Regions from separate parts of the Mus musculus genome. Here region 1 is linked to region 2. A link is a contact called in public ChIA-PET data. All regions are on one chromosome and are shown on one strand. The core of a region is the stretch at or near the end of the contact, and the rest is flanking DNA. Distances in the headings are between cores, read along the strand shown. Region 1 holds the start of Fasl (Fas ligand (TNF superfamily, member 6)). Region 2 has its middle 17 kb from the start of Gm31869.

The links. ChIA-PET counts read pairs in DNA pulled down with a chosen protein or histone mark.
Region 1: an SMC1A ChIA-PET map of the G1E-ER4 cell line shows a contact between it and region 2, with 9 read pairs. The contact joins the promoter of Fasl here to the enhancer-like site in region 2. A contact is called at or near these places in 2 of 15 datasets of contacts at CTCF or cohesin (CD8 T cells and the G1E-ER4 cell line), 29 of 484 Hi-C or Micro-C datasets (B cells, CD4 T cells, CD8 T cells and 18 more), 17 of 115 datasets of contacts at active chromatin or transcription factors (CD4 single positive thymocytes, CD8 T cells, DN3 thymocytes and 11 more) and 3 of 9 other capture datasets (adipose tissue, embryonic stem cells and liver).

The regions. Positions count from the first base shown.
Region 1 is chr1:161,786,656-161,791,372 of GRCm38.p6, forward strand. Fasl (Fas ligand (TNF superfamily, member 6)) reads right to left here and starts at 1,840. Exons shown (of 4, transcript NM_010177.4): 1 at 1,289-1,840; 2 at 450-495. The coding sequence starts at 1,630.
Region 2 is chr1:161,748,377-161,753,495 of GRCm38.p6, forward strand. No RefSeq gene overlaps it. Among named protein-coding and RNA genes, the nearest start is that of Gm31869, 17 kb to the right of the region's middle. Within about 2 kb of position 2,510, at least 32 of the 459 cell types and tissues checked have an H3K27ac peak or open chromatin away from gene starts, as enhancers often do. A contact at or near this core is called in CD8 central memory T cells, DN3 thymocytes, the G1E-ER4 cell line and 5 more, where this site is marked.

The DNA of each region.
Region 1 (4,717 bases), core at 590-3,089, 38 kb after region 2:
CTGTTCTCCTAGTCCCAGTTTCAGACAGGAGGCTTGGGCACTGAACCTAATTGGTCTAGTATTTTACATCTAGTATTTTTGCCTCTACTCCCCTTCTGTCCCTAGGAGTTACAGCCACCACAACGTAAGATGGGACCAAGATACCCTTGGAAGGAGCCAAGGGAGAAGGTCCAGGGCTATATGTGTGTCTCTTTCCAAAGTCAAGTCCAAATTCGTTTGAGTTGTGGGCAGTGTTCATTCAGATACACTGATATTGAGCAATAAGCTACAGTCAATATTTTCACATCGTTCACAGAACCACACTGAACGAAGAGTCAAAAGCTCCTCAGGGTTTCATGCCTAGGAAACATAAGCCCAAGAAAGGCACAGAATCCTAGGCATCCTCCCAACTTTATTGAGTGTTGAAGACCAGCTATGGGAACTCACAAGGCAGACATAAAAGTACTTACCTATTTGCTTTTCAAAAGATGATACTTTAAGGCTTTGGTTGGTGAACTAGTGAGAGAAAGAGAGTCATAGAATAAATGTGCAGTTATTTAAGCCAAGGAAGCAGAAGTCACAGCAATCCATAGAAAGAGGACTCAGATATGTCAGACCTGGCCCGAGTTAGGGTTTAGCCACACAATTGTATCTAGAGTAGTAGTAAGACTTCTAAGTCTCTTTGAAGAAAATTAATTTATTTACACTTCTGAACAAGACACAAAATTGATTTTCATCCTTGAATCACTAAACATGAAGCAGCGAGAAGCTCATCAAACACCCTTGACAACTCAGAGAGGAATAAGTATTTGCCTTGAATTCTCTAGAAGATGGAAAATAACTTCCTGTGAGCAGTGGTTCTCAACATTTCTAACGCTGCATCATCCTTAAGGTTATGGCAACCCCCAACCATAAAATGATTTCATGGTTACTTCATAACTGAAACTTTGCTACAGTTACAAACCCATAATGTAAATATCTGAGATGCCGAATATCTGGTATGTAACCCCCGTAAAATAGTGGTTTGACTCCCCTCACTAAGGGGTCGCAACCCACAGGTTGAGAACAACTCTCTTTGAGGGCGTGTGCGCCTGATTCTCCAACTCTAAAGAGACTCTAAGAACTCTTTTCTAAATTAGAGGGGATTGAAAAGATCCTTGCCTTTAAAAACAACAACAACAACAACAACCCCAAATCATTGCAAGCAACACAGTAGCCCACATGGGCCATAGCAAGTCCCTACTCCCACGCAGCAGAGTCAGGTTGCAGCCAGGAACGCGAGGGCTGCTAATCCATGTGCTAGGCTTACCTCACGGAGTTCTGCCAGTTCCTTCTGCAGGTGGAAGAGCTGATACATTCCTAATCCCATTCCAACCAGAGCCACCAGAACCATGAAAAATACCACCGGTAGCCACAGATTTGTGTTGTGGTCCTTCTTCTTTAGAGGGGTCAGTGGCGGCAGTGGGAGTGGTTGTGATGGCGGTGGTAGTGGTGACACAGGTGGTGGTGGAGGTGGCGGTCTCCTTTGGTCCGGCCCTCTAGGCCCACAAGATGGACAGGGAAAAACTGACCCTGGAGGAGCCCAAGATGAAGTGGCACTGCTGTCTACCCAGAAGATCTGGGGACATGGGTAATTCATGGGCTGCTGCATGGCACCCAGCCCCAGGAAAGGGTTTCCTTCTCACAGCCTTGTGGAGGAGACTCAGGTGTCAAGGACAGAACTCTGACGCTGACTGCTCCAGAGAAGCTAAGTTTTCTTTATAAAGTTTCCGCAGTCAAGGGAAACACCTTTCTCCTGTTCTCTTCTCTTTGCTTCTCTGTGAGACACCCACTCACTTGCATCTGAAGCTGAGAAGCCTCAAAAAGCTCACAGCAACCCCAGGAAGTTTCCGCCCAGAAATTTCTGACGACAAGTCTTCGAAGTTCCAATTGGCGTCTCTGTGCTAACTGAGAAGGCTGGTAAACCAGGCTTGCCTGCCTGAGGTCCAACTCAGCAAGTCAGCGCTGGATACCCCTTGAGGACATTAGCTCTTCCGCAGCTCTGGGGTGTGTCCTGAGAGGCCTGTTGGTGCTGAGGCATGGGGAAAAGACCAAGGAGTTCGGCTAGAGAAGATATCTCCACATCTGAGCATAGGGAGTTGAATCCTCTGTTGAAGTCCCTTCCCTGAACATCAGCCAGCTGCAACCAGGAATGTGTGCCAGGTGTTCAAGGCTGCCCTAACCCCCCACTGTGCCTGCCCCCTATCCATCCCACTTCCCCTGGGAAATGTAGCCTTCCTCCTCTGTAATCATTTAACTTTGCAATCTCTCTTCTGGTCACCAGATGAAAACTGAGGTGCCTAATTCAGAAGAGTTTGAGATAAGCAATAAATAGCATTTTTATAGCAAGTGTGCCTTAACCATCACACAGCACATACTAAAACATTATTCAACATTTACAACAAATTTAAGTATATATCTTATGCCTTTATAAAACCGACCACTCTGCCTTAGGTTTGACTTCAGTCTTCTGGCCACACACACACACACACACACACAAGTCTTCTGGCCACACACACACACACACACACACACACACAAGTCTTCTGGCCACACACACACACACACACACACCATTTATGTCTAATAACCTCTAAGAACTCAGTCTCGGTTCCCATTACTTTCCCATATAAACCATATAAATCCCAATAAGTTCCTATATTCCACCTTTTTGGCAGACTCTACATTTTAAGTGGTTTTATTTTTTTTATCTCATGCTTTGGGATTTCTGGGATGAGCACCCTACCCCTCTCACCTATGCCAAAACAACTCCCAAAGTGTTATTTTTCTGCTGCCTTCATCCTGCCCCACCCCAGCTGCTAATTCTCCTGAGGTCACTCTGCTGGCAATCTCAGGCTGTTCCTTCCTTTTGCCCCCAGCCCTTCCCCCCGCACCCTCCCCGCCCCACCCTGATCATCCAGGCCTGCTTTTTCTCACCTGTGACACATTTCTTATCTTCCCCTCCTTCCCTAGTCCCATGGCTGCTCTCCCTGTACCAGATGAGTCTTTTGTGATTTTTATATCTCAACTCCCAGGATTCTTTAGTAATTGTCATTCTGTCTGTCCACATCTCTTTGTCCTTCTTTTGATTAATTTTTTTTCATAGAGGATTCAAAATATCAACACCCTACTGTCCACCAATCACAGGGAAAGAGTTCTAGCTGAAAGAGACGAGAGAGAAACTTCTAGAAACTGGGTTGGAGTTTGGTAGTGCCATTCAGCAGAAATGGTACTATTATTGGCAAGATTGAGAAAGAATAAACACCCCCGTGAACAGTCTCAAGGACCCATCACATTGGTACCAGAACCTTATTAATGAAAAGAAATCACCATTCAAAGTAGAACTTAGCTCTGTAGCTGCTGAAGGAAAAATGGATGCAAGAGCCAACAGGCTGATGGCCCCCACATCCTAGAACCTCAAACTCAGTCCTTTCAGCCTCCTACTCTCATGATTCCACGGAATCAGCCTTAAAGTTGACTACAGGCCAGAGCTCCAGAGGTGACTCAGGAGCAACAGAGGGTGATACATAGCCAGGGAACCTGGTATTTAACCTTAACAAGCCTAGGGAAGCCCCCTGAAGCAATCTGCCAAACAGACAGACCAGACAAGAATTTCTCAAATGTGAGTAAAGACCGTAGAACACTCCAAGTTTGAGTTTGTGTATTTATAAACATGAGGCTACTCGTTCAACTTCTCTAGGTACCTCCAGGATGCTCGTTTAGCAGCTCAGTCCCTCATCGCCACTGGCAGTTGCAGAAGGAGCATCCTAGCTGCTGCTTTGATCTCTGCTTTGTATAATGCTACCTACCTTTCCAGTTTTTGCCAGCATTATACCTATAAAGATAATCTCACTGTCTATGAACTGCTTTCTCACTTGTTTCTTGTGAGTTTGAACATCAGTCATAGATTTGTTGGGCAACCCACTTTCTTGTTATGTGAATTTTTCTGTTTGCCACATCCCATTACCAGGATCCTAGAGGCCCCTTGCATTGGAGAACGTGCCTCGAATACTCAAGCTCTAAGAAGACATCTACAGTTTAAACCAGAAGCCAGAAAGGTGGCTCAGCAGTTCAGAGCATGTCCTGCTCTTGCAGAGGGCCTGACTTCAGTCCTAGCATCCATCTCAGGCAGCTAACAACCACCTCCACCTCCACAGCATCCTGTTCCCTCTTCTGGCCTCCCCAAGTACAGGTAGCTGCACTCACAAGCATGTGGCCACATATAAGACACACATGCATGTGCATATTTAAAAATAAGAAATAAAAGTTTCTAAAGTGCAAACCTTGTACTATGAATGAACCAATTTCCTCAACTCGATCCCTCATTTCTTCTACTGAATCACAGTAGCATAGTTACCATGGTCTTTATTGATGACATCTTATAGCTCTGATTCTTGTTTGATCTGCCCATCCATCTATCCTGGTACAATAGTTATGCAGTTCTCATAGTCATGGTATTGTAGATATAGTTTTTTCCCTTTATAGAGATAGAGTGTCTCTATGTACCAAAACTGACTCCTAACTCAGTGTGTAACCCAGGCTGGCCTCCTACTTGTAGCAATCCTCCCGACCCCCTTTTCTTAAAGTTTGGAATTACAGATGTTCACCACCATGCCCAGCAACTTTACAGATGTCTTGACTGGTTTGACAGTTAGGCAAAATCTCCTGTCTCTTTGCTCTTAAACAAAACAAAACAAAC
Region 2 (5,119 bases), core at 1,260-3,759:
AGGAAACCGAAGAAAAGAGATCGAGGTGATGGATGGCTAGATGGGCGGGTGAGTAGACAGTTGGCAGGTGAGCGAATGGATCCATGAGTGGATGGATGGGTATGGTAGATGGATAGATAGATAGATAGATAGATAGATAGATAGATAGATAGATAGATAGATAGATAGATGATAGATAGATAGATGAGAGAGAGAGAGAGAGATGCTTCGATGGGTGGATGGATCTAAGCAACGTTGGTTGCTTATTTACCTGTTTTTAACAACCACCTAAAGGCTGAGCTCCACCAGCTTGGTGGGGGCAGGGGGAGGACCTGCTCCCTGAGATTCCTCATCATAAGGCATGCACACATATCCTCCTTATTAAACTAAGAAAAAATAAGACACCAAATTATAAGACATCGAACAGGAGAAATTAAATCACTCATACAATTCCCCCTTCTGTTTTGTCTGCCACCTACACCTCAGCATGTGCCTCACCCGCGCTATGCTGCGGTCATTTAAGTCACCCTGGATATTTACATAGTACATATTATGCACCACTTATTTCTTTGCAATGCAAAAGTGCCCAGGCACAGCTCAACTTCCCCACAAATAGATCTACAACTGAAATCCAAATCTGCCTGGCTTCAAAACCTTCCGCTATTAAATGACCTATTTTATGCGAAGCTTCCTGGGGAGCCTAAAGAGAAAAAAAGCCACTTGATCTCAAAAAGGACACTTCAGCTCCCATTTCATCCAGAGTTCTCTTCTGGTGAGCAGAGAGAAAAAGACTAGATTTAATCACCCAGAGCAATCCAGTACCGGGCTGGGGCCAGGATCTGGTTCTGTGGGTGTGGTAGAGGCATTCCAGGTGAAAGGTTAAGAGAAGGTAGGTGCTGAGTCCTGTGTCTTCAGGTCACAGAGATAACTGTTGATATAGTCAGGCTCACTCGCTGCTAAGCCCCTTATGTTAACCCCGAGGGCTTGGGTGATGGCTGCTGATGACTAAGCCCTTAGCCAGGAGGTCTGTGTGAATTTACCTCCACTCCCAGGACTAGGAGCTGGATGAGCCCTCGGAATTGGATTCACAGCAAAATCGGGACCTGAGACACAAAGATGAGTTTGCTGAGGGCTTCTTAGAGGAAACACATGTATTAACTGCTTTATGCCCCGCTGTGTCAAAACACCTGACAAGGACAGCCTAAGGAAAGGAAGATTTGCTTAGCTCATAGTTTGAGGGTCTTTGGGAGAAAGGCCAGGAAGTAGCAGTAGGAGGCAGCTGGCCATATATTATTTATGGGAACCAGATAAAAGTGAACGTTCATGCTTAGTTCTTGTTCCATTTTGTATTCAGTCCCAGACCCCAGTCCAGGGTATTGGGGGCAGGGCGTCAAACATTTAGAGAGAGCTCTTACTTACCATCTCAACTAACCCAAACTAGGTACTTTCTCATAGACATGCCCAGAGGTTTGTCTCCTGGGTCATTCTAGATCCTGCTGAAGTGACAAAATTAGTCATCACAAGACCCTTCTCCCTCCTACCAGAAGGAAAAGACCCCTACCTGTCAGGATATACAGTCCAGGACCGCTGTTACTGCTCTGGGGCCAGGCAACCCCATGACAGAGCCAAAACAAGGATGTGTAGCCAGAGAAAACAAACAAACCAAAAACTGGAGGCCTTGGAAATTCTGGATCAGACAAGGCCTGAAGCTCACTCAGTGTAGTTCAGAATTCTGCTGACTTTTTCTTTAAGCTAGCTGGAGTTAAAGTTTCCATTACTGAGAGTCCTAAGATATCTTGACTGATTTTATACACACACACACACACACACACACACATATATATGCTAACATGAAAATAAATCAATGTTTAGAAAATTTCTTAAGTCAGAGCAATCGTAAAAATAAGGTTTGTCCCAGAAAAATCTGATCCCAAAGTGGTTTTTCTGTTGTTGTTGCTGCTGCTGTTTGTTTCTCACTCGGATCTCTCCTGCCACCACCTCCCAGGCTCTGGAATGTACAGGCATGCACCAGCATAGCCAGGTTCACACCTAAACTATAAACCACAAATGATTACTTTCATATCTTTCCAAAAACAGGAAGCTTCCAGTTCCCTTTGGCTTTAGCGAGTTGATGCATCACCTCTTTCCCCTGGGACTTCTCCTGCTTTCTATGGAAACTCCCTTAAGCATCCTTCTCCACAGATCCATGGAATTGCCAAATGGTACTCTAATGGTTTGGGCTCCTGAGAATAAACTGCTCTGTTAGTTTTCAGATGTGAACTATTAGGATAATTCAAAACCCAACATCGAGTCAGGTGACTTTAGTGCTTGTCTGCTGTGCTTAGCAGCAGTCATTCCTGAAACCCTGGTGACATCACAGAAAATAATTGTCTAGTCACTGACATTGCCCAGCAAGGCAGTCTAAGCAAACAGAATGGCAATGACCTTGTAATGACACTGTTTACAACACGCTTGCCAAGAAGGCGAGGAGGCCATCATCCGGGGACTACTGCATCATCAAAAAAAAACACCTGCTCAGCGCCAACTCAGAGCCACTCCCTCTCCTCTCAAAGTCCACGTGGTAAAGGCTCAAACAGATCCTCCACCCTCCACCATACCCAAGTTGCTCACTGCTCCCGTTTAACTTAGCCAAATCCATTGAACAAGTGTGCCCTTGAGTGGAACTACCAATGCGATTTAATGAGAGAGGAAGGGAGGGATGATGGGAAAGAAGAGGACGAATGGATGGAGCAGAGATGGAGTTGGGAAGAGTTGTCAAATATCCATCAATAAAAACCACCCAAAAAAGGACCAAAAGTGTCTTCTCATGAAGTAAAATTAGCAGAGAAAAGAAATCACTTCTTGGCCACTGAGGGCAGAGTCTCGGGTTCAGTATGCTCACCCCTCACACCCCACTCCACCCCAAGCTTGTTATTCAAGCTCTTTTAAAAAAAAAAATCACAATGACCTTTTGTCTTTCTTCAAAACCGCCTCCACTCCGTGGGCCCCTTCTGTGGCCTCTGCAGCTAATGGAATTTGAAAGGTATACCCCAACAGCTGGGCTTTTGATGTGGGCTGGGCTGGGCTGCTCCGATTTCTTCTTCATGCTTTTCAAGCCAGTTGCAACTATGTTTTTTTTATCAGACTGATTTTCTGTTTGTTCTTCAGGTCTCCCAGGAGAATGGCAAAACATGATAAGTCTCTGCGGCCTTCTTCCATCACGTGACAGAAAATTTCAGATGGAGAGGAGGCGGGAGGATGAGATAGAGGCACCAGTGGAGGAAGAGGCGAGATAACGCTCCAAGTGCCACCACAATAGCTCATACCAAGAGAGGGAGAAGACCTCTGGACTTCAGCTAAAGGTCTGATCAGGAATTTAATCCTCAGATCAGTAACATTCTTTGCAAAGTGGCTTTCGCATGAAGTCCCACACCTACCTGAGGAGGCTGCTGAGGAAGACGTGGTCCCTGCAATGCAACCTCTGCTCCCGCTTGTTGCTGTTGTTTCTAATATAGAGTCTATGAAGTTGGGAGGGAAAAGGATGCGGGAGATGGAGAAGGTAGGGGGAAGAGAAGCAGTAGACTGGACCAGAATTCATTTTATGCCTGTATAAAATCCTCAGACATTAAGAATTTTATCATTTGGACTATGGTCAGGCCAGACCATCTAAAAATAGTTTTTGTGACAAACATCAGAACAGCCTCACCTGTGTCTGCCAGGGGACCTTCTCTACCGGCCTTGTCTCACGTCTGTCCGGAACCCTCCTCTGCTGAGGTCGTTACTGGTTATATTTGAGACCTGTGGCTCAGGCATCAAGGAACCAAGAAACAAAACTTACGCCAACCATTGCTCTACCACAGCTCGCTCCCTTTGACCACTGTAGGACAATTCCCAAGATTAAACTTACTTGGGCAGAATCTCTAGGTTTGGAATAGGGATCTAAAGGTAAACTAATCAGATGCCTCTCGATAGAATTGCTTCTGCAGCATAAATTTTCACTGCTGTCGATGGAACCCACTGCCTTCCTTCCAAAGGAAAATGTTCTGTACACAAAGAATTGGTCGGGAATAATTTCCTTAGGATAGAAAGATGCTTAGCCGTTGAAGGCTGCTCTTCCAGGGGACACAGTTTTGATTGCCCACACCCTCGTGGCCGCTCAGAACTGGCTGTAACTCCAGGTCTAAGTGATCTGGTGGCCTCTTTTGGCAAGTACCAGGCATACACATGGCATATAGTCATGCATGCAGGCAGAACACCCATATACATAAAATAATTTTCTTAATTAAATCATATTTCTCTCTTAAGGTAAATCTGACTGTCTGCAATTTACATCTAGGGGCCTTAGATTGGCTCCTGGGATCATATTGGATGCAAAACTAGACCCTCTTTTGGAAGAGATGCTGTGCTGTGAAGCCCACAGCAGAGCCGAAGGTCAGTAGACAGGGAGACAAGCTCGTTGTTAGCACACAGTCTGATCTGAGAAAACATGGAAGAAGGTCATTGGGGTGATAGACACAAAGACAGCATCATTCTGAAACGGGCGATTCTAACCAGAATCTTTTCTTTAAATCACAATGGTCCCGAGAGAGCCAGGAAAGTGGTGAGTGCCTGCGTTTCATGCTCTCTAGCCGTCTTTGAACTTCTATCAGGGAACACACTTTAATGTGGAGAACCCATGGAAGACAAGAGATTGCAGACGGAGAGATCCAGCTCTGGGCCATTTCAAGAGCTCACTTTGTAGGTGAAAAGAAGACCAAAGAGAAATGCTACAACAGTCACTTTTCTTTGGCTTCAAAGGAACAGCAAAGACGGGCTATCTTTTTAAATACCTTTTTCTATTATTATTAGAAGGAGATTGATCGCTTACATCTTCTCTTTGAATTTTGTACATTTAACTGGTGCCATTCCTACCCTAGTTTCATTTTCTGTTGATACAATAAAATGACCCCCCAAATAACTCAAAATAGGAAAGTACTTATTTCAGCTTATACCTCACAGCCCGTTGCTGAGGGAAGACAGGGCGGTATTTCAAGGCAAGAACCTGGAGGCAGGAACTGAGGCGGACAGTGTAGAAGAACACTGCTTACTGGCCTGCTTTCCATGGCTTGCTCAGCTTGCCTTCTTATACCAGCCAGGACCC